Regions from separate parts of the Mus musculus genome. Here region 1 is linked to region 2. A link is a contact called in public promoter capture Hi-C data. All regions are on one chromosome and are shown on one strand. Each heading gives the region's core, a stretch centred on a gene start, on an enhancer-like site or on the middle of the called end of the contact. The rest is flanking DNA. Distances are from core to core; before and after follow the strand shown.

What was found. Promoter capture Hi-C pulls out the DNA fragments that hold promoters and counts their contacts.
Region 1: a promoter capture Hi-C map of liver shows a contact between it and region 2, with 4 times the contacts expected there. The contact joins the enhancer-like site here to the promoter of Cdnf in region 2. A contact is called at or near these places in 10 of 39 promoter capture datasets (the 3T3-L1 cell line, 3T3-L1-derived adipocytes, the HPC-7 cell line and 5 more), 1 of 15 datasets of contacts at CTCF or cohesin (stem cell-derived epiblast-like cells), 4 of 484 Hi-C or Micro-C datasets (the Ba/F3 cell line, the P5424 cell line, adipose-derived mesenchymal stem cells and 1 more), 9 of 115 datasets of contacts at active chromatin or transcription factors (astrocytes, cardiomyocytes, embryonic stem cells and 5 more) and 1 of 9 other capture datasets (macrophages).

The regions. Positions count from the first base shown.
Region 1 is chr2:4,505,936-4,511,235 of GRCm38.p6, forward strand. All of the region lies in intron 5 of Frmd4a (FERM domain containing 4A), which reads left to right. It overlaps Gm39751 (a long non-coding RNA gene), which reads right to left. Exons shown (of 5, transcript XR_865941.3): 1 at 4,408-5,300; 2 at 3,341-3,679; 3 at 1,076-1,131. Among named protein-coding and RNA genes, the nearest start is that of Gm39751, 5.1 kb to the right of the region's middle. Within about 2 kb of position 3,971, at least 45 of the 459 cell types and tissues checked have an H3K27ac peak or open chromatin away from gene starts, as enhancers often do. A contact at or near this core is called in forebrain, hippocampal neurons and liver, where this site is marked.
Region 2 is chr2:3,509,370-3,514,506 of GRCm38.p6, forward strand. Cdnf (cerebral dopamine neurotrophic factor) reads left to right here and starts at 3,696. Exons shown (of 4, transcript NM_177647.4): 1 at 3,696-3,872. The coding sequence starts at 3,758. It overlaps Hspa14 (heat shock protein 14), which reads right to left and starts at 3,445. Exons shown (of 14, transcript NM_015765.2): 1 at 3,265-3,445; 2 at 1,805-1,885; 3 at 1,646-1,728. The coding sequence starts at 3,321.

The DNA.
Region 1 (5,300 bases), core at 2,721-5,220, 1.0 Mb after region 2:
CGGGCAAGAGAAAGGTGGCATGCCCCACTGGATTTTTACCACCACCACCCATTACCTGTGATTGACTAGGCATGTGGCTGATGAACAGAAAATTACTTTTTATTCATGGCCTTCCGATCCCACCAAGCTTCGTGCTTATATCAAACTCTGGCACTGCCCTTGCAGCAAGAGCAGAGGGTGATGGAAAAGATAGAGCAGGCTGAGGTGGTCCAGCTCTATAAGCTCAGCCCTTGCGGATGGAAGCAGGAAGATCAGGAGTTGGAGGCCATCCTCAGCTAAGCAAGTTGAGGCTAGCCTGGACTACATGAGATCCCCTTTCAAAAGCTGAAGAAGAAAGGGCAGAGACGGTGAGAGCGGGACGAGGAAGCTGGGTGGGGGGGGAGCCCTGTTCTGTGTGTGTTGAAAGGTCTCATCCAGCCTTTCTTCTGAGGTGTATGCCTCGGTCATCTCCTCCATAGGTGGGAGAAACGAAGCCCTGAACCTAGTTCCACAAGATGAGGAACCAACATAAACAGTAGCCTCGGAATATCAGCCTCATGAAACCCCATCCTTTTCTCCCAATCTGGCTAACGAAGATGCAGTGTGTGTGCCTACATCACCAAGAGCATGAAAATAGGGACAAGGGAGGGCTTTCTTATTCAGCCTTTCAGAAGGAAACTCGCATGGACTGGTCATCTTGGCAATGCATAGCAGACTTTGGGGAGAACAGTTCTTGGGACCTCAACATAGTCAGGCTGTCTACAGCAGTTAGCAGAAGAAACCCCAGTGAAACTGCAGGGAGGGCGCCATGGGAATCACGCCATGATCTGTGCATCACAAGGCAAACATGACACGACCTGACTGCTGAAGGCCTGGCACAGGCTGACAAAGAGGAGCTCTGCAAGTTTGCAGAGGTCCTGTCCATGCCCAGACGCAACTCCACACAGTCATTATGAGTTGTGCAATGGGGCATGGTAGCCAAACAACCACAGAAGGTAGCCAGGGAGATCACCTACATATGACCTCATACCGCAGTCTGATACCGTACACCACATCAGTCAGGGTTCTCCACAGAGAAACATAGAAGGATACTTACTGTGTGGAGCTGGTCCACGTGACGGAAGGCTGAGAGGTCTGTGGCGTGTGTAGCACCTGCAAGGGAGAGCACAGAAAAGTTGCAGTTGTGACTCAGCCTGGGGGCCTGAGAACCAGGGAGGCCAGTAGTGTAAATGTCATCCCCTGGATGGGAGAAAGCAAGTTGGATACAGTAATTCACAGAGTGAGCAATGAAGCTGGATGTGGTGGGACATAGCTGCAATCTCAGGATGTGAGGAGCCGGGCGAGGCAGAAGGATCACAAGTTCAAAACTGGTCTCAGCTACTTAGTAAATTCTAGGCTCAGCACCCATCCCCAAAAGTGTGATGAAAACCAGGGAAACTTGCTTTGCCTCCACCTTTTATTCTCTTTCTACCCTAAAGGCATTGGATGGTAGACGACTGAATTATTGAAGTGCTAGTCTTAAGGCATTGGGTGGTAGACTGTGAATTATTGAAGTGCTAGTCTTAAGGCATTGGGTGGTAGACTGTGAATTATTGAAGTGCTAGTCTTAAGGCATTGGGTGGTAGACTGTAAGTCTACTTATTCAAATGCTAATCTCCTCTGAAAACACCCTTTAAGAAACATCCATAAATAATTTTTAATCTGGTCACCAAGATAAATCAAAGTAACAGGTAAACACTCCAATTCCAACAGCTGTAAATCACAACCATTATCTGCATGGTGACTAATAAGCACAGTGCTGCCTATCTCTTTAAGAAATTTTGCTAAGTATCAATACCAAAATGCGCCAAAGTACAGAGGCAAAACTGTGTGGTTCTGACTGTCTGTAGCTGCCAGGGTGAGGAAAGAAATAACACATTTATGGTTTACGGCACTTCCAGTGTGCTTGCAGCTTCTGAATCGCCTCTACTATGTTCCAACAAGCTCAGCAAAATGATCAGAAATTGTGTTCTTCACATTTGTTGGTGAAGCAACCGAAACTGAGGGAAATCAGTAGTGCCCGGTGTTTCGGGTGCTGTTGGGGAGTAAGGGGTAAGACTAGAACTCAGTTTCGGGTGAGGGTGGTCATGAACTTAGGTGGCGCCTGGGTGAGGATGTCTTAGGCAAGCCCTTGGGGTGACCAACTAAGGGATTCTGCCTGGAGTTTGCCAATGGTCTCATTTCCTTATTCTTGTTCCTCATGTTGTCCATTCTAATTATTGTCATAGTTTCTTTCTTGTGGATGTGTGACATAACACATTCCACAAAGGCGTCAGTGGGGTTTATTCTGGCTTACAATCTGAAGGCTTGGTCCAGTGTAATAGGGAGGTCAGAGTAGCAGAAGCTTGGGATAACTGGTCACATCGCATCCACAGTCAGGACACACAAAGGCATGAATGCTGGCATTAGCCCCCTGTCTCCATTCGCAGTCCAGAATCCCAGCCAAGGAATAGGGCCGCCATCCACAGAGAGGCTTTCCAACCTCAATTAATGTAATCAAGACAGCCCCTCACAGACGTGCCCAGAGGCCTGCCTCCCAGGCTATTCTAGGCGCTGTTGCGATGATAATTAACACTAATCATCTCATTTGCTGTATGGGAAAAGTTGGACTTTCTCAACCTAACCACAGAGGAATGCTTTCCCTTGAGATTCTTGGTACGACTTGAAAAGTACCAGCAAACCCTCTGAACCAGGTCAGGAGGCCCCGTTGCATGTTTTTTTTTTTGTTGTTGTTGTTTTGGTTTTTTTGGAGCATGTCAAGATTCTCTGATGGCAATCTTCCCGAGAGAGAGTGGATAGCCACCAAGCCACCATAAAGCTGCTGACAAGTGCCCTGGGTCCTCCTCCTGAAGTTGCTTCATCGCTTTAGATAAAGCAGGGCTGAGTGAATGGAAGTGGTCCGTCTTGTCCATCTTGTCCGTCTGCACGAAGAATGCACGCATGCATGCCTGTACACACCTACAGCAAACCACATTCTGTCATTCTATACCATTTTCCAAAGAGCAAAGGGAATGATGCCCTTTCACTCAGTAGTGAGGGAAAGAGGCCCAAAATACATACATCATGGCTTCAGTAGCCAAAAGATACAGCATTCCCTCTCAATAGAACATTATCACATGTCTGCCACCACCCTGGATTCCCAGGCAAGATTCTGGCTCAGGAAATGACCCAGCAGGAGCCCCTCCTCCTCAGGTGACACTGGAACCATTGAGGCTCCAACACAGAACTATCAATGCGATAAGCCACAGGAATGTCACAGCACCAGCCTTTGCAGGTGGCCAAGTGGAAGCCTCTCACAGCTCTTTCTTGAAGAGCCTCCTACCTCTCCCCTGCTTCTCCATTTTGTCTTCTGTCAAGGGAAAGCCCACAGCCTCGGGAACGTATCGGGGCTTTGTATACTGTTTGTTATCTTGATCAGTTTGTTTCTCTGCTGGAAAAGCACAGGTAGGGATCTACTGCCTGGGAAGCCAGCTAAAAGCCAGCCGAGGGAAAAGCAGAGTCATCTTTTGTATGTCACGTGGCAGCTGGAACCTGGCAGGAAGATCTCTGGGACATCTGTCTAGTCCTCCGTGGTGGACTCGGCTTTCTGGGGAAACTCGGGAAGTGAACAGAAACTCAAAGACTCTGTTTCGTTCCAGCAAAATCTTAACAGTGTAATCACCTGGAAAAAAGAAATGCAAAGGGGGGTTATTATTTATAATAAGGAAATAGTGAACGTATTAAAGTAGAAGACAGGAAGCGCACTGTGCAGGGAGGCTGTAGGGAACTGAACTAAAACTTGGGAGAATATACAGTACCATATGTCTGAAAATTATATGTAAGGCATGAACTGCTTGGGAATAAATAACGTTCCAAACAAGGGAGAAAAGCTTGGAGAATAGACAAGCTCTCAGCAGCCGAGAGCCAGCCTGTCTTCCTACTGTTCCGAGTCTGGTTCCTCTATTCTCTCTCTAGAGGACTCCTCTGAGGGAGGGCGTCCAGTGACTGTTACACTCAGTAAATAGTAACTAGGGATCCTAAGAAGTAGCGGCACAGCCTCCTCCATCAGCCTTGCTCTGTGTGCACAGTCTGAGGCCTCTCATCCTGGCTCCCTTTCCTCTATTGCCAGACACATTCTGACTCTGGGTGTTTTATACTCTCTTCATCTGAAGGGAAAGGGAAAGCTCACCCTAAAGACACTCATTTCCACTTACCCTAAGGACACCTATAATGAGAAAGAACTTGCCTAAACTAGGTCACACGTTTACGACTGTTGCTTAAAGCTTCGCTATAGCTGGCAGAGCACTATACGGAATGTTCACCCACAGGACCTGCAGAATGGGCTGTGCGAAAGCAAAGGCCTTCCTTCCTCCCTTCCCCCACCTCTCTTTCCCCACACAGACAACTTACATCTAGCAAATGAATCAAATTGTGAGACACCAAACTCCTGCTCGGGGCTGTCTGCCAAAGGTTGATTTTGAGTTACACATGAGATAAGTCTCCCAGCTGGTGTTAACCATTAGCCCCCTGTTGACCATTCACTACACCATAGATGTAAATGTTTAACAGAAGGGCTCACATGTCTCACACACACACACACACACACACACACGCACACGCACACGCACACACACACACACACACACACACACACAATGTGCTTCCAAGTACCATGAGCTCTTTAGCAAAGTGATCAGTGGGAAAGGAAATGAATAAAGCTAGAAATGATCTATTGCAGAAACCCTGGAGAGTTTCTATGAACATGTTTGTACTCTGTCATGTTACGGGAGCTGGCAGTCCCACAACTGCCATTGCAAACATTCTCCCACATCCCAGCTCTGACCAGGCAGATGAATTGCAGAGGTGGTTAAGCTGCTGTGGCTCGTTACACATAAAGAATGGTTGTCTTCTAGTCCTCCACATGGTAGAAAGACGGCTGTTAGTTCCCTTGAGCTGAGTAGCAACTATCTTTGTCTATCTTTAGAATTCCTTGGCCTGAGACCTTGAGGATATCCCCTCTTCAAAAGATGTGGACTGCTCCAATACAGTGTCATGAGTTATGGCGGACAAGCCTAGACACCCCCCCTTCTCCCCCAAGACTAATTAGAAAATCCATATATCAGAGTTTGGCTTGTAGTTCAAAATAACTCTCAATTTAAATTATTCTTCAGTGCTAACTTCAGTTGTAAATTTTGTTCTGAGAGGGTGCTGGCTGGGACTGAGACCTTATTAACTTGGAAGGGGCAAGTCCTAAGATAAGGCCATATATTAGACAAGAAATTGTGGTTTTCCGGCACAATAAC
Region 2 (5,137 bases), core at 2,446-4,945:
TAGTGTGGTGTGCCTGTGTGTTACCCATTGGACTCACTGCTGCATTCTTACTAAAAGGATTTAACCTTCAAGGCCAGAAAAGCAAGCTTAAGCTGGTCTGCTGATACAAAGTACATAATCTGAAAAGTGACAGTTCTGGAGGCATAAAGGAAACAAATCCAAACACTACTGGCTTCGAGAGGATCCTACAGAAAGGCTCTCTGTCTTGACTGAATCAACATTAGTGTTCTGGTTGCGATGCTCAACTATAGTCTTGTAGGACAATATCACTGACAGAAACGGTGAATCTAATAATATACTGGTCACCTTCATTCTCTCACAGGAAACGAAAATTATCTCCAAAGGGGGAAGGTTACTTAACAATTCCTGGCTCCTCAATGACTCTGGCTTTGAGATCTTTCATATACCCCCACTTACAATTCAAAAACATTTTATGCCAATTTTTTGTTTTGTTTTGTTTTTTTTAAGACAGGGTTTCTCTGTGTAGCCCTGGCTGTCCTGGAACTCACTCTGTAGACCAGGCTGGCCTCGAACTCAGAAATCCACCTGCCTCTGCCTCCCGAGTGCTGGGATTAAAGGCGCGCACCACCACGCCTGGCTGCCAATTTATTTTTAATATGCTTACCAGTACATTTTAATACGCTTAATAACACCTACCAACATTAATGAATATAGGATTATAATCACACAAAAACATCTGAATTCATTCTTTAATAGAGTGATATCAAGTTTAGTGTAAGCAGTCAAGAGCTCATGAAATAAACATGCCTATGTAAATGAAATATTCAATCTAATTAACAATCCCCAAGTTTTAAATTCAATACAAAGAAATGCCTAATATTTACATCCTACTTAAATGAAGAAGAAAAGGCAGAGGGAGCTAAGGATTAGAAGTCCCCACCTGCAGGCTTATCTAATTCACCACTGTAATTTGGGAAAGTCACAAATTCCGGGTGCCTTGACCTCCTGATACCTGGCCAACCAGTTTTTATGGGGATGGAGAGGATTCAATAGCATCATAGATGTGAAAACACTCAAACATCGCCAAGCACCACACTCCAGAGGAAATGAAAGGGCCCTACTTATTAGGATAATCTATGATTCGAACAGACGGAAGTCTGGGGAAGCAAGCCTCTGGAATCTTCTAATTAAAGTCATAACAGATAACTGACCTGCTTCTTAAGATATTAATTAAACTGTTTCTCCAGCGATTACATTTGTGAGTCAACTGGAAAAGTTAGTTCCCAGAAAGTGTCACAAAGGGCCAAGGAGGAAAATCAATAGTAGCTGAAGAAATTATGACCAGTGATAAGAGATTTTACAAAACTCAACCACCATGCAGAGAAATCATCCAATTCCAACAAAATAATTCTAGTTCACTCAGTTCAAGGAGATACAAGAATGCAAAAGGCCAAAGAACCACTTGTGACTGGCATAAATGACTAGAAGTGAGTGCTGGCATTCACTAATACTATGAGACCTGTCAGCAAGAAGCAAACTTCTGAACAACCCCCCTGGGGCTCTCCCTAAAGTAACCGCCATTAAACAGTCTGGAGTGTCTCTCGTTTCCTTAGCATTCTGCCCAGAATGTGCAAGCATGGTTTGAATGTTTGGCTACCATACCTTAAAGTACTTTATGCCATACCTTCTGCCAAGGATCTGTTTCACTTTCACTACTGTGCTTGAAACATGTCTTATTCTACTTTGTTTTGCTGCCAGTCCAACCACCTGAAAAAGAACTGCACATTAACAACAAGACTCTGCATTATTTTCAAGAACCACCGATGAGAGTACTCGACCGTACCTGTTCACGTTCCGAGTAAGCAACAATGGCTGGTGTGACTCTATCCCCTGCATCATTTGCAACCACATCGGCCCGGCCATCCTAAGGAAAGATGTGAGAGGGTTAGTTCTCTCACACTGGAATGCACAATCTCATTGAATATACCTGCAGATTGTAATGGAATTTTAGAAATGCCATTGTATCTGGCATTCACTCAGGTGCCTGAGTGACACCCATTCAGGCCTTAAAGTCATCTTCTGTAAATAATCAGTGATGGGACTTATGGGGTTGCTCTTCCTTTGGGAATTTCAAACTGAGGAATTGCATAACCTCAGTAGCAAGACATTCTTGGCAAACCAGGAATTTTTGCAATGGTTGATAATTGCTTAGGCAATGGGTCCTTCAGACAACGAGATCAGAGAAGACATTCTGGTATTCAGTAATTGACTTGCCAAAAGGCCTTTTTTTCGTAACAATCAATAAAAGCACAAGGCTACCCGAGTTCAGTCCTCAGACTACTCCACCTTGCAAAACCTTACTAGGTTGGCAGTGTCTCTCTTTCTTAGATTGTCCCTCATAAACTGGTCTTTTAACTGCCACTATTTGTTTCTTATAGTTTAATAAAAGGCTTCTTCTAGCCCATGCATTTTCCCGTTTAGATCTGTGCAGTAAGCTGGATCAAATGTATACAACATTCTATACCTAGCAAGCATGATTACACGACTCTCCCACAAATACAGCTTTTCCACCTGCTTCCCTACAAACGAAGTAGCTACTCCCCTGGGACTTTCCTGATAAATCGAATGAGACTTAAAACCGAAGATAGCATCGGTTAAATTCCTTAACATTGTTCCTTCTCCATCGATATTGAGGAGGAAAAAGCTATAGTTCCTTGTTAAGTTCTCAGTTCTAGAATCAAGTGTGTACAGCAAGAGTCAGTTCTTAACTAGGAACCCTTCTCTCGAGGGCAGTTACACAGTGCTCTGGTTGCTCAGAAATTCAAATACCTCCCACCTCCGGGAACCCCGAACCAGTGACGTCACCGTGACCTCTTAGGGACTCTGCGGTCAGTTGTCACTAGGACTTCTCTAGCATCCAGGGGGTCCTGACATCCAGGTTTGTTCTAGGCGTCTTTACAAGAACGATGTCCCCCGCCCCGAGGACTCCAGGCATCCTGGAGCCCTGACGTCTTTTGAACTCTTCTGGGCATCCTATGGCCCGGTCTCCTAAGTGCACCCTGCATGCTTGAGGCCTTTTCGTCCCTAAAACTCCTCAAACAGCCAAGACGTCCAGGATACCCTGGAGTATCCAAGATCCGGCTCTCTGTATCCACCCTCCACACAGCGTGCTTGGCCTTGGAGGGAGAGCCGAGAACCCGCAACATTGCCACTTGCTTGCACGCACGGTTCCCGGGCCGATGACCCGGAGCCCAGAAAACAGGGTGGCCGCCACGGAACCCGGAGACAGCTTCCCAGGCTCACCTTGTAGACAGCCACACAGGCTGATGTGCAGCCCAGGTGCACGCCGATCGCCGCCATAAGGCGGCGGAGACCACGGCAGCTCAACGAAGGACCCTTCAGCAGCTTCAGCTAGCTTCCTCGGAACAAGCCCATCAGGCACTGCGGAGACTTCACGTTCCCGCCCGCCTACTGCGTCCGGTCTGCTGCGCCGGCCTCCCAAGTCGCAGCCAATCAACATAAGGATGCCGCCTTTCATCAGAACGGTTAGCCAATAGTTTTAGCGCATCACTCCGCGCTCCTTGGGAGCCCGGCGTAAACGCCGGTCTGCTCAAGCTCAAGCCGGAAAGGCCCGGAAGAGGGTCATTAGCTCCTCCCTCTCCTGAGCGCCGTTCATCAGAGCCAATGGGAACGCCTGGTGAGATTGCGTCACTTGTTTCCTGCCTCTTTCCGGCTTCACGAGGCAGCCCCCACTACAGTAAGGAAGGTGTGGGTAGTTCCGGGTCCCAGGCTCAGCATGCGGTGCATCAGTCCAACTGCTCTGGTGACCTTTTGCGCCGGGTTTTGTATCTCGAACCCTGTGCTGGCGCAGGGCCTGGAGGCCGGTGTGGGGCCGAGGGCTGACTGTGAAGGTGAGCGGTGTGTGACCTGCTTGCATGGCGGCGACACCGCGCTCAGCCTAGCAATTGCCTAAGCAGCTTCTCCCGGCCCAAGCTGTAAATAACATTTCACCCTTCTGCTTTTGCTGTCATTATTAAGGTGGCGCAGAAAAAGGAGTGAAATAGGATTCGTATTAGATTTTGTGCAAATGGTCTCCGCTGCCAACTTGATTTTGTTGCTCCTAACCGAGGAGACTTGCTTCTCTGCTCAGAAGACATGTTTTGAGGTTCAAACTAATTGCCATTCCTAGGAGGTAAATAAAACATGGCAATACGTTAGGGTTGCTGAAATCAAAGACAAGGGTACGGCTGACTAGGACTTTATAGACAAGCTGCTTTACAAAGGAGCACATTAATTCCTAGAGAACGATAAAATAGACGCCTGTTTTCTTCTGTGGACTTGGCGATCATACCTTCAATTCCACCATCCCACCTGGTTTTGAGGGTGTTATAGTACCTAGGTTTTGTAAAAACAAAACAAAACAAAAAAACAGTGTATTTTGTAGAGGACTGTTAACAAGAGCCAAGATGAACAGTTTTGATAGTCCCTTTGGGACCACTGTAGCACTTCTTGTTTTATTGAAGTGATGTAAACATATATCTTCTCATCTTGAGAGCAGATGTACTGAACAGAAAATGGAGACAAGATTCATGTGGAATGGGCAGTTGAGTCTTATTGTAAGTAAATAGTATTAATAGTAGTTGGAGTCCAGCTTTCTATCAGCAATTATCAAACCTTCCTCTAGAAATTTAAAATAAGTTTAGATGTTATTTAAAATTTCTGTAGCTAAAGATACTGGTTTAACAGTTATAATTTCAGTTAAAGATCTCATCTTGGGCAAGCAGGATTTTATTATAGAACTTCAAACTATTTTGAAATCATTATAGATTGATGTATGAAACTACTTTAATAAACAAAAAAGGGCTGGAGAGATGGCTCAGTGGTTAAGAGCACTGACTGCTTTTCCAGAGGTCCTGAGTGCAATTCCCAGCAACTACATGGTGGCTCACAATCTGTAATGGGGTCTGATGCCCTCTTCTGGTGTGGCTGAGGACAGTGACAGTGTACTCACATATATAAAATAAATAAACCTTAAACAAAACAAAACAACAAAGAAAACCCTGAACCTTAAATAACAACAATGTAACACACACATTTGACATCACACCAATGCACACAAATGGGGACCCTTAAGTTACTAGCTCCATCATCTGTGCTGAGGTTATCAGAGACTAAT